Linked DNA regions of Podarcis muralis: region 1 is linked to region 2. Evidence: chromatin contacts called from public Hi-C data. All regions are on one chromosome and are shown on one strand. The core of a region is the stretch at or near the end of the contact, and the rest is flanking DNA. Distances in the headings are between cores, read along the strand shown.

Region 1 (6,222 bases), core at 282-2,781, 150 kb after region 2:
CACCCCAATCATTCTGTTTGCACAAACTTCACACACACTCACACTCACACACTACATACGCCACATTTCTGTTATAAATTCATAGAAAATCAACCATACATCGGATTTGCACTGTTCCATTTTATTTACTATCAAAGGAGGGTGGCTTGGTTTCTGGTCAGCCATGATCCCTTCAGCATACCAGCACATCCACAGGGGCCCTGCCCAGTTGCTATGTCAGCCTTGATAATCCCAGACAGAAGACAATCAAAATGACAAAGAACTTGCATATGGTAGTGGATTCAGCACAGACTGAAACAAAGGACAATGATCAGATCTTCCCTCTGGGGGGCAGGAAACTGCAAACTCCCCTTTGTCACCTGGAAAGTACTCATGGGGAGGGGGAAAGGAGGAACCAGCCAGGTGACAGGACACTCAGGTTACCACCACAACTCCTCCCTCAACCCCTCCTTTCTGTAATGTATGCATGATGTTTCTGGGGGTGGGCTTGACCTAGAGGAGGGGAATTTCAAAAGTTTTTATAAGACCTGGCACACTATTTTTCTGGGTCTTTCCTCTCTCCTGCAAGTGAGGGGAACACCCTGATGCATCAGTTCAATAAAGGCCAAGCCTACAGGCTGCTGTTTTGCTCCAAGTTATCCTGGTTGGTGTCTTTGTTTTTGTCCAAGGGAGCCCTCAGATTTTTTCCGTTAACACGTCCAACAAATTCCCAGTAATCAAATGCAGTGTCATGGAAGCTTCTTAATAACTAGCATTCAAAACGCTAGTTTGGAGACAAATTTTGCATGCAAAATTCAAAATAAAGCGAATAGGCATGTTTAGATATTTGCATAAGAATGCCTACAGCTACAATAGACATTCTCATTCTTCTGTTATAATTTGATTTATTATATGATACATAAGGAAACACCAAAAGATTGAGGGAAAATTCAATCAATTTTTCCCCCTGGAACCTGATTCATAGATCTTTTGGACTACGACTCCTATCAGCCCCAACCGGCTCCGATCAAGGATACATATATACATTTTGTCCACAGCAGTTGACAAAAAACTTCACTTTGGAAGTTTCGCTTAAATTTTCGGGGGGATAGCAAGCGTCCCACCGTTGCAGAACCACAAACTTATTGCGACACCAGCTTCCATCAGGTGCATGCAAACAACACAGTAATGTGGAAACAAGCGAATTACGAAAACAGACACGGCGTTCATTTTTTTTCGCAATATGATTTATTACAAGGTGCGGCTTCTGCTGCCGCCAGTGACGTCCGAACTGTGCTAAATACTGCAAATTTTATAAAATAATGCAATTTTCTCTGTGTGTGCGTGTGTGGGTTTGTTTCTGCTGCACACGAACACACACTCCGTGAGATAATCCGTAAGGTAATAATATTCCACGAGACAACCTGCGCCCTGCGGAGCTCCGGGCGCCCGTCAATTCGCCTGCCTCGCTTCGCCGATGGGATCGCCGTTCCTCGGGGAAACAAAACATCTCTATGGTTGGCTACGCGTCGTAAAACGGAAGCGCGTGATTTTACGGCGGGCCTGCGATTGGGTGGATCGCCGGCAAGCGTGGAAGGAGGAGGAGGACCGCCGGAAGTGGCCTGCGCGCGTGAGTCCTTGGCGGAAGAGCAGTGCGTCCACGTGGGGAGGAAGAGCGGAGCGTGCCGCGCTTAGGTGGGAGATCCTGTTAGAGTCGGAAGGGACCCTGGGGGTCATCCAGCCCGACCCCCTGCAATGCTGCTTGCAGGGGCTTGCCTCGTCTTGCAGGCGCCTGGAGCCCGTGTGGGCTGGGAGGAGGAGGGGCGGGGGTCGTGGTTGCTGCTGCAGCCTTGCTGTGCTTCTTTGCAAAGCCCCGGGTTGGGCGCCTGCTTCTGAACCTCCCTTGAAGCTCCTGGCCGTTTATGGAGCGGGGCTGTGTTGGGAAATACGTGGCTCTTCGGTTGGGGTGTGGAACGCACTTACTTGCGAGTAAACCCCATTGAACTCGGTGAGGCTTACTCCTAAGGCGATGCGTGCTATTAAAACGACCCGCTTCCTCATATGTTGGTTTTTGCCGTTGATTATGAAGTCATACTGAATACAGTGGTACCTCAGGTTACAGACTCCGCTAACCCAGAAATATTACCTGGGATTAAGAACTTTGCTTCAGGATGAGAACAGAAATCGCGGCCGCAGCAGGAGGCCCCATTAGCTAAAGTGGTATCTCAGGTTAAGAACAGTTTCAGGATAAGAACAGACCTCCAGAACGAATTAAGTTCTTAACCTGAGGTACCATTGGTTTTTTTTGACAGGGGCAGGTTTTTGTCCCTACACCTGAAGCACTGTGGTTCGTTGTTATTTTTTAAAGAAACATCACGCATGTTGGAAGCACAAGATTCGGATCGCTCGTTGGGTTTTTCGAGGCTAGGCAGCATCACTGTGCACGTTTTGGGAAATGGTGTGAGAGAAGGAAGGGAGAAGATAAGCTTTTGAGGAAGGTAGCAGCATCAAAAGTTTGGGGTTTAGGCATTTTGCAATGCTTACACTGTAGAGTGGTCATTTCCCCACCCGTAATTGCCAGGAGCCTCAAGTACCTGGTTGGGGAGGGGCCCTGGTCCCTAGGGACTAAAAATAATTGGTGTTACATGGTGTTGGTTTCAAGGTTGCATAGTTGGGACAGTTCTCTGCCCACCATGGAACCTTAAAACTACAGTCATTGCAGCAGTCCTCTTGATATTATGGACTACAGTTTTCATCACTCCTGATCGTTGGCCTTGCAGGCTTGGTCTGATGGAAATCAATAGTTCAAAACTTCTAGAGGGCACCAGGTTGGGAAGGCTGGTTTAAGGGCTAAAGAGTAGTTCTTATATAATCGTTTAACAGTTTTCATTATATAAAAATGAATTTTTTACTATACTGAAGAGTAAATAACACTTCAGTATAAGTTTAGTGTAATATTTAAGTTGGAAGTGGCGTAAGGAAGATAGTGGTGGGTGAAGAAATAGCTGTTCCCCTTCTCCCTTTTTAAAAAATAAAAAACAGTCCTTGCTATATGTCCTTTCACAACACTGATACAATGCCTGTGATGATTTGAGTATTTAGGTAAGGTTTTGGTTCACTTTCATGGGCCAAATGCTAAAGTTGCATCATTTTAAAGAATTATGGTTCAAGCTAGAGGTTGCTTCACTCCTTGAATAGTACCTCATTTCTTAATTTCACCTTTTGTTGGAATAAAGTTGGGTTGTATAACAGAATTGAAATGTAGGGAGTCTTAGTTATTTACCAGGTGTCTTAGACCAGGGAGCAGCAAGGTTTACCTCACCTGGGCCGGTTCACTCCAGCGGAGATCCCTCTGTGGGCTGGATCACCCACGCCCACAATTTTCTGCATCTGCACAGACGCGATTTCTGGCCCCACGGAAGTGAGTCCCCACGCTGTGCTGCATGCAGGGACTCGAGTGGGCGGCTTGGTTTGGGGCTGGCTCATGGGACGATTAAATGACCCCTGTGGGCTGCTTGTGGTTGTCGACCCCTCTCTTAGACTCATGGTGGCCCTTGGCAGACTAATACCTTCCTACTCCCTCATTTAGCTCATGAATGTGGTAGACTTGCTGTCTAAAACTACAAGTACAGTGGTACCTCGGAAGTCAAATGGAATCCGTTCTGGAAGTCTGTTTAACTTCCAAAATGTTCGGAAATCAAGACACGGCTTCCGATTAGCTGTAGGAAGCTGCTGCAGCCAATTGGAGCCGCATTAGACATTCAGGTTCCAAAGAATGTTCACAAACCGGAGCACTCACTTCCGGGTTTGTGGCATTTGGGAGCCAAAACGTTCGAGTCACAAGGTGTTCATCAACCAAGGTACGACTATCTGTTTGATTCATAGACAGCAGTACCTCAGTTTTCGAGCGTCTCAGAAGCCGAACGTTTCAGATGACAAAAACCTGGAAGTAAATGCTTTTGTTTTCAAACACGCCTCAGAAGTGGAATGGCTTCCGCTGCGTGTTTTTCAGTTTTCTCCATTGAATTTGCAGCCAACCCCTTTGTGCCTCAGTTTTTGAACATTTCAGAAGACGGTCTTCCAGAACGGATTACGTTCGAGAACCAAGGTACCACTGTATTACAACTGCTGTGTGGAAGCCACAGGAACAGCTAAGGAATTAAATATATCTGTGCATCTAGTTTAAGGATGGTTGGTGCAACTGAAATGTGAAAAAAGAAAGTTTTTTATGGGAGAAAAAAATCTCTTGTTAAGAGGAATTTTATGAGGATTAAATGACTGTTTGATCTCAATAACCTAAAAAACCCAAACTCAAAACCTAACGTCTTATGTCTTCAAGGTAACTGATCTTTTGAAAAGTATTTTGGATGATGTAGATTAATATATGATAACGCTAGCGAATGCATGCAGTGAAATGACTGGCACAAGTCTAGAGTGATTCAAGCGCTACAGAGATATATAGGAGTGCTGTTGATTTTCATGAATTCTTTATTGAACAGAAGAGAGAGAGAGTCATGTCGTATCGAGGAAGAGGCGGTGGTGGAAGCTTCAATCGTGGCGGTGGCAGCTTCAATAGAGGTGGTGGCAGCGGCGGCTTCAGTCGAGGTGGCGGTGGCTTCAATAGAGGTGGACGGGGTGGTGGAAGAGGTGGATTTGGCCGTGGAGGTGGTGGACGAGGAGGTTTCAACAGATCATATGACCAAGGACCTCCAGAAAGTGTAGTCAGTAAGTTACAGTCATTTCTTAATGTACATGAAATAAAACGTTTTGATCCTGACTTTGAATTCCTGATCTAAATATGTTTCCCTTTTTTATTTACAGTCCTGGGAGAGTTTATGCACCCCTGTGAAGATGACATTGTTTGCAAATGTGTGACTCAGGAGAGCAAAGTACCTTATTTCAATGCACCCGTCTATTTAGAAAATAAGGAACAGATTGGGAAAGTGGATGAAATCTTTGGGCAGCTCAGAGACTTTGTATCCTTTAGTTGTGTACTTTTGAATGTTTGCAGAAGATAAATTACAAGCATTTCCTCTCTCTTTAATTTTCTAGTGTTCCGTAATCTAGAACCTAATTCCAGTATGTCTTTTAAGATTAATCTCAGCCTTGTATTTTAACCATTTACCTGATTCCTGTGGTTCATTCAAGCAAATGGGCTGTTGGAGAAGGGGTGAAATGCAACCCCATACATTACCTTTGCACCCAGCATAGAAACTTATTTTGTGGCTAGCCTGTGTTTTTACTCACGCAAGGGGCTTGTACAGAGATGGAATCATATGTCTGCCATCCCTTCCTATGAGTATAAAGCAGGCTAGTAAATATATATATATATATATATTTGCAGGCATAACTTTGTCAGCTGATTTACAAAGTTAGTTTGTTGGGATCCTCATTTGGTTTCTCTGTTTGTGGGGGAAAGACAAAGCTTAATGTCCCCCTAGGGATGTGTGTAAGAGCATCTCCACCCCCATCGTTCAGTTTGGACACTGAGATCCAGCTCCAAGGGTCCTCTGGCAGTTCCCTCACTGCGAAAGGTGAAGTTACAGGGAACCAATCAGAGGGCCTTCTCAGCAGTGGTGCCCTTCCTGTGGAATGCTCTTCCATCAGATGTCAAAGAGATAAATAACTATAAAACTTTTAGAAGACATCTGAAGGCAGCCCTGTATCATGAGGTTTTCAATGTTTGATGTTTTATTATGTTTATATGTGTTTTAGAAGTTCCACAGGGTGGCTGGGGCAACCCAGCTGCATGGACAGGGCAGTTGTTGTTGTTGTTGTTGTATATTAGGACATGGGTAGGCAAACTAAGGCCCGGGGGCTGGGATCCTGGCCAATCGCCTTCTAAATCTGGCCCATGGATGGTCCGGGTATCATGTTTTTACATGAGTAGAATGTGTCCTTTTATTTAAAATGCATCTCTGGGTTATTTGTGGGGCATAGGAATTCGTTCTTTTTTTTCTTTTTCCAAAATATAGTCCGGCCCCCCACAATGTCTGAGGGACAGTGGACCGGCCCCCTGCTGAAAAAGTTTGCTGACCCCTGTATTAGGACCTATTGCTTGTGCATTTCATAATTACAAGGTGCTTTTTAACCCTTTTCACAGTTGTGCTGGGTTCATACATAACACTAAGCCATGGTTTACATGAGCCAAGATTTATAAGCTAACATGGCACTGACTGCTTCTAAAATGAAAGTGTTCTGATGGCAACTGTTGCCTTTGTCACATTTTAAAGTTCAATAGCA
Region 2 (6,797 bases), core at 381-2,880:
TTTTGTTTTGACTATGGCAGACCAACACGGCTACCTATCTGTAACTCTTCTTCTGCAGTCCCCCTTCCCTGCCTTATATATTTCCAATGTTCCACAGGTCGAGGCCAAGATTTATACAAAGTCTGATAGTTGTTACTGGTCTCATTTGTTGCTATGCTCCATTTGTGGTTTGCATTTGTGCATATAAGCCAGCAGCTGGCAACAAAAACTTTCACTAAACCTCATGTCAAGAATTAAGTTTGTTTGGAGAAGATGCCTAAAATTTATAGAAAAACAATACTAACCGTGATTTTTTAAAAAGAGAACTAAGATAGAAAAGGTAGGATATAGCTGCACCCATTTCCTTTCTCACTGTACAGCAAAAAGGGAACAACACCACTGAAGCATTATGTGGATCAAATAATTGCCTGAGTATTATTATTCTCTCTGGATATATTTTTTTTAAAGAAAAGGAAATATTGTGCAGCTGGGGAAAAGTTTACTGGTATTGATTAGAAACATTTTAGTCAAGTGCTTACATAAAATCATCACGGATTTAGCATTGCTTGAAACAGGATACAGACAATGTATGGCTTGATAAGTGTGTTCATATGTTGCTGGCTGAACAATGCCTTTAATTGTATATAGGCTGAATAGCCAGATCCTGCTAATGTGGCCACATTCATTATCAATGAAGGGAAAAAATGGATCTAGGTTCATATGGAATTTACTTGGGAGTCTGGTGTTCCTTCTGCCAGCACATCTGGGTTTCCTAGATGGTTTTAATCACAGGGTGAATGCTACATGTGGAAGATAATTTATGAGGCTTTCAAAATAAATGCCAAAAAAAAAAGGAGCAAACCACAGAAATACATTCAGCTACCGCTTTCTTATAAAAGAGGAAGAATGGGAGAGGGAAGTTCAGCAGCCAGCTTCCAGAGTCGTGCGGTTTTGTCCCTGATTTGAGGATTTTGTCTGGGGGACTGGAAAGGTCATGGATCCTCCGGATCTGTGCCTTCACCTTCTGTCCCTGACAAGCCTCCAGTCTGCCCCCTCATTGGCCCTACTGATGTGAGAGCTCCGTCTGCAGGGCAAGGAAGGAGGCACCCGACGTCTCAGTTCTCTCTTCCAGGTCAGGCTCCTTTCTGCAGCTGGATTGCACCACTCCACACCGCAGGTGGGGAAGTGCGGTTTTGAATGCGCCTCATGTCTCGATCTGTCTCGTCTATCTATCTATCTAAAAGCCGTCCGCGAGCCGGAAAGTCAACTCAGCAGTTGTGGAGGAGCTTTAGCGAAGACTTTCGACTGCTAGCTTTCCATTTGCACATATTCACAAGAGGAACAGCAGTGCAATATATTCCAAAATACGGTCCGCCCCCTGATACCTGATACCAAAATACCTGCCTCCTGAAGCGGCGCACTCCATTCCACCAGCAAAGCACCGCCCCTAATCCCGCTTCATTCCGTTACCTGCACGCATACAGGTGCAGACCTCCCTCCCCCTTTCTAACAGTGGGCCTTTCCAGCAGGCATGCGCGGAGTGTGGGGCGCTGACGGCGAGAACTGCCAAGAAGTTCCAGCGCGAATCTTCCCCGTTGGCGGAGGAAGCGTTCGCGCTGGCCGCCGCCTCTAGGGGTCGCTGTGGGCTGGGGCGGCTGCTGCTGCGAAGGAGCGGCGACGGCGGAGACGTCGCGCGTCGGTTTCCGAGGAACGACGTCGCGAGTCCTCGGCGCGTTCCTCTCAGAGTCGGTTCCGTTGGAGGCCTTGCTTCTCCTCCGGGCCACGCCGCCGCCTTCCGGACTAGCCGAGGAGGGGGAGGAGCCGCGCCATGTCGGTGCCCCCGACAGGGTTCCCCCCGCCGCCCCTCGGCTCCGCCGGCGCCTCCTTCCCGGGAGGGCCCAGCGTGGGGCCCGCCAGCCTCAGAGCCTCGGGCGGTGTGGGTCTGTGTCAGAACGGTAAGGGAGCAGCGGGGCCGGCCGGGCCCAGGGCGGCGGAGAGGGGCTGAAGGGAGCGCGGGGCCTAGTGGGGGGGGATGAGGGGTGGGGTCGGCCCACTGTGCAGGGGGCGAAGGTGGGAAGTGGGGGGGGGGCAGCTGGGAGGGGCAAAGGCAGCTCCTGATGGGAAGGGGAGGCATGCCAGGCTGGCGGGAAGGGGTGGTGCATGGAGCCCCCTGGGGAGGTCCTTGGTTGGAGCAAGCGGGAGGTGAGGGGCGGGTTGTGGGGCAGAGAGAGGGAGGGAGGCTGACTTCGAGCGTGGAAATGTAAAAGGCTTTCAGGGTATCTTAACTTCTATGAGGGTTTCTTTGGTGGTGGGACTTGCGCCCTGCTTTTGGGATTCCCCGTCCCTGTGCACCCCAAAGTTAGGTTCTGCATCCTGTATTCAGCAGTCGCAGGGCGGTTGCTTTTGAAAAGGCAAGAGCACGAAGGCACGGCAGAAAACGGTATTGGAAGGCTTTGCTGGCTCGAGGCGTGCATTCATACGTACACGTTTATTTCATGGGATCTACACGCTGCTTGATTGTAACAAAACCTCAGAAGGGCCTTTGGGGCTGTAGAAGGGAAAACTGCCAAAATTTGCAATATGTACAATACGGAGAGGTTCCATTTAATTGTTGTTGCTAATAGCCATTGGTGGTGCTACCCTTTGACATTTTCTAATCTCCCTTTAAAGTCATCTAAGCTGGTGATCACTGACACATCTTTTGAAGTTAATTATGCTTGGGATAAAGACGTACAGTGGTACCTCGGGTTACATACGCTTCAGGTTACAGACGCTTCAGGTTACAGACTCCGCTAACCCAGAAATAGTACCTCGAGTTAAGAACTTTGCTTCAGAAACTTTGTTTTTTTTTTAAAGTGCTCCAATCCCTCAGTAATTTTTCTGAGACTTTCTTGCACCTTGCCCAGGTTTTTGGTGGCCTTCTTGACGCAGTACAGTCCGTGTTCCATATTGCATCTACACCATAAATTTATGGAAAGCCATGAAGATAATGGCTCTTATTTTTAATTTGTTTGCAAAACAAATCTCTGACATCACCTTTTTTGTGCTGTTCTGTTCTAAATGGACACATTCATTTTCTTTATTGTGTAGATCAGTATTCAAGATTTTGCCCCAATGTGTGATTGGCTTTATGTTTGTTTGCATTAGATCCCCCCCCCCAATTTTGTACATTCACCTAATTTGGAGATTTTGTTTTTGAGCCATCTGCTTGTTTTTAGCTTGAAGGTAACTTTTTCTTACTCTGGGATCTTGAATAGAGGGCTATAGTTGTCATACTGCGGTTTTTCAACAGCTTTTTTAAAGCTATTTCCCAATAAAGTGTGTTTTGAGCTAATGTAAACAAATGTTCTTATCGTCAAACATTCTTACGTCATACAACACAGTCACTGTCTCAGAGTCAACCAGAGTTAAACAGATCCATGGAGGAACATTAGGTGGTGAAGGAAACAGTGAGGGATTGCTGTTGCTTTCTACAGTTTGCATGCTTTGTAGAAGCAGCTGGATGACTTTTGTTGGAAACAGGTTGCTGAACTAGTTGAGTCTTTTCTCTGATTCAGCAGAGCAGTTACGTTACACAGAACATACCACAGATAGTCTGCTTTGCTCCTTTTGCTTGGGAGGCTTTTGTTTTGTGAAAGATTCTCAGGTTAGATTGTATCTCTTTTGAACAAGTATGCATTATCAAAATTGCATATGTCTTGGTATGTGTAGAATGAAGTTATTTGCTACAACAATGACAACAAAAACCATTTAGAGGGCTTAGTAAGATAGCTACAGATTTATATGGCAATCGAGCCCCCAGCCCCATTTTGGGCTGGGGAGATGGTGTGAATCTAGTGTCACTCCGCATGAGGGGAATTTCCTATTCTGCCCACTGAACACCCAGCCAGGGTGAGCAGCATGGCTGTGGATGATGTGGTTGACCCACTGCTCTATTAAGCCTCACTGCTGCCTGGCCAAGGTTTGGATTTCAGTGTAAATTTGTCAACGTTGCCAAAGATTTGTGGAGTTTTCTCAAAGCTTTAAATAAAGTATTTATGGCAAAAATACAAGTTTCTAAATACAGTTAAAATAACTTAAATGCTGCTGACAGTAATGTAAGTTTGTTTGAATAAACAAACATATCTAGAGCAGTTTACTCACCAGATATGGTGGTTGAATAAATCTTCATGAACAAAAGAAAGTCTTTAGCTAACATTTAAAAGAGTAAGCCAAACCATGTATTTCATATGGTTTATTTCAGTTCAAGGATTTTTGTCAGGATCCTGAGGATTCCAGAATTTTATAGCCCTCATTGTTGCAAGCAGGTAATGGCAAAGATTCTCATGCTGTTTTCATTTTTTAATTATTTTGGCTACCATTGGAAGACAAGACATTGTTAAATGTATGATAGTTTTTAGATACATGGTCTCAAAAGTATGGTTTTAGAAAGGCTTGCTGGCTTCTTGGTGGACATGATTCTTGCTTGGTGGCAAATCATAGGGCATCACGTTACTGTTGCTAGCAATTCTGATCTGTGGGGCCTTTGCCAGAGGTGTGGGAATGCTGTACCTCTTAAAAATAAACTTTTGAGAATAGTATTATGCAGTAGCTAGAGTCGGGGTTTTTAGATGTCATAAACCTAGGCTGAATTCACTGTTCCTCCATTAAGGCAGAAATAAGGTGACTTGCCCTACATACATCTCAGAGGTCTCAGCGTAATCAACTGACTGACCAGTATACATGTTCTTTGGGTAAATTGTGGGTTACATGTGACCAATAAACACATACCTGTCACTAAACTTAACTATTATTATTGTTGAAGAGTAGTGAGCAAGTTGTGAGTTCTTTATAGTTTCATGCTGTAGCAGGTGGTTGAAGTTCCTATAGCATATTATGTGTATACCTGCCCAGCGCAATTGTTCTATGGTAGAGTCTTCCATACTGGGGGCGGGGTAGGGACAGTACAAGTTATATACCTGCCTTCTTCCATTACAACTTTTCAGCTCTTCTTGGCCTGTAGATGAGCTAAGCATGCATGTGCACTCTATAACTGGTTGTAATGAAGGGAATCAGGTTTGCTTGGTGCAGAATCATATTGCAGCTGTTGCAAATAGGGCTGAGCCAAATGCGGAATGAATGTGTATCTTGGAGGGGAGTGTTAGTAATGGGAGAGGAAGTGACTTGTTTGCTTTAGCGATAAGGCGATTCTCCCTGTTTTACTGCATTGTGACAATAAACTTACGACAGTGCAGCAAAATGGTAAGCATTGGCCCAGGTGTGCAGTTTGGTTGTGCTTCAGAATTCGTATTCTATCAGACAACGTATTGAGAGCAATATTGCACAAGCAGATTGTGGGCCCTTTTGGATGTAAAGCTAAACACTAGTGTAGCATTACATGAGGTTTCTGCAAACCTCAACCTCATGTGCACCCACCATTTGCCAGGGGGAGGAGATTGGAAACATCTGCTTCCACTTTTTAACTAGGGTTTCCTCTTATGTCCAGATTTTGGGATCTCAAGTTAAAAGACAGGATCAAATTGTAGCTTATGATCCTGGGGTGTGGACTAACCACAGTTAAAAATAACCAGAGTCCCTGAAGTTCAGACATACTTGGGAACTCTCATTCATTAAAAGTGGAAGCAGATGCTTCCAGTTTCGGTCTCCTTGGTCTACAACAGAGGATCTGATTCAAGTTGACTGTCCTAGGTTGCTAACTGACATTAAGCCAGAGTTGTCTGATTTGGACATAATAGGGAGTGCTGGCTTTAATACAAGCCAAAATTTCTGTGCCAAAGCTGGTGCATTAGGTCAGAATGGAGTGGGAGGTGTGAGAAAGCCATATGCAGTGGTACCTCGGAACTCGAATTTAATCTGTTCTGGAAGACTGTTCGACTTCTGAGGCGCTGCTTCTGATTGGCCGACAGCTAGGTTTTTGCACAGTGGAAGCCACATTGGATGTTCGTGTTCTGAGGAACGTTCAAAAACCAGAGCACTCACTTCTGAGTTTTCGTTTGTTCGGGAGCCGAAACGTTTGACAACAGAGCCATTTGAGTTCTGAGGTACCACTGTATTTCCATGGTGCCCACCTACAGCTTAATAGACCATGATTTATGAAGCTGTGGGCAAATATCCAAGTGTGGCCATTGCAGATGAACAGGTGCAAAAGATTGAAGAGGATGGTAGTATGTTTTGGGCTTATAATATTCCTAAAAAGTAAACTGTGATGAAAAATGAAAAATTTGGTGGCATTCAAATACTTTATTACTGATCAGAATACTTAAGCTTGTTTCTCTGGACTCCAGGATAAAGTCGTGTTCTTAAAACAGTATGCTTGCTTAGTCCAACAGCTTTCTCACTATAGGAAAAAAGAATGGACTCTTTCAAAGTTATAAATTATATTTCCATGCTGATGTAGCTAAATAACTGAAAAGTTATATTGGCAGCAATCTACAAATGTATACACAATGCATCTCCTTGTGCCTGCCCCTCCCAGCTCTGATGAGTAGCCCTTCCCTTTTTTCTGCTTGGAGTGAAGGAGTCAATAAGGATGAATCTGAGGCTGTCTTTTAAAGTTTACTATTAGTACAAAGTCTAAAGGTGTGGAGATGCAGCAACCTGGAGATGCTTCAAGGGGAGTTTTGGAGGGTGTCTAATTGGATTCTGTACTAGTTTGGGGGCATGCGGGGCTGAGCTTCATTTGAGTGGTAGGTCAGGGCTGTATATTTCTCTCCTTTAGACAGGCTTCTATGTCAGATGAGCAGTTTACAATTTTCAGAATGCCTGCTTTATCCTAAAGAGTAACCACTCCTTGTACAATTGCTTAAGTGGTTAGAAAT

The links. Hi-C and Micro-C count contacts between places; a contact is called where the count stands out from the background.
Region 1: a contact with region 2 is called in a Hi-C map of blood, with 9 times the contacts expected there. The contact joins the promoter of GAR1 here to the promoter of SEC24B in region 2. A contact is called at or near these places in 2 of 3 Hi-C or Micro-C datasets (blood and tail).

The regions. Positions count from the first base shown.
Region 1 is chr9:24,966,211-24,972,432 of rPodMur119.hap1.1, forward strand. It overlaps GAR1 (GAR1 ribonucleoprotein), which reads left to right and starts at 1,532. Exons shown (of 7, transcript XM_028743565.2): 1 at 1,532-1,674; 2 at 4,479-4,704; 3 at 4,801-4,955. The coding sequence starts at 4,494.
Region 2 is chr9:24,817,195-24,823,991 of rPodMur119.hap1.1, forward strand. SEC24B (SEC24 homolog B, COPII component) reads left to right here and starts at 1,631. Exons shown (of 23, transcript XM_028743262.2): 1 at 1,631-1,934. The coding sequence starts at 1,808.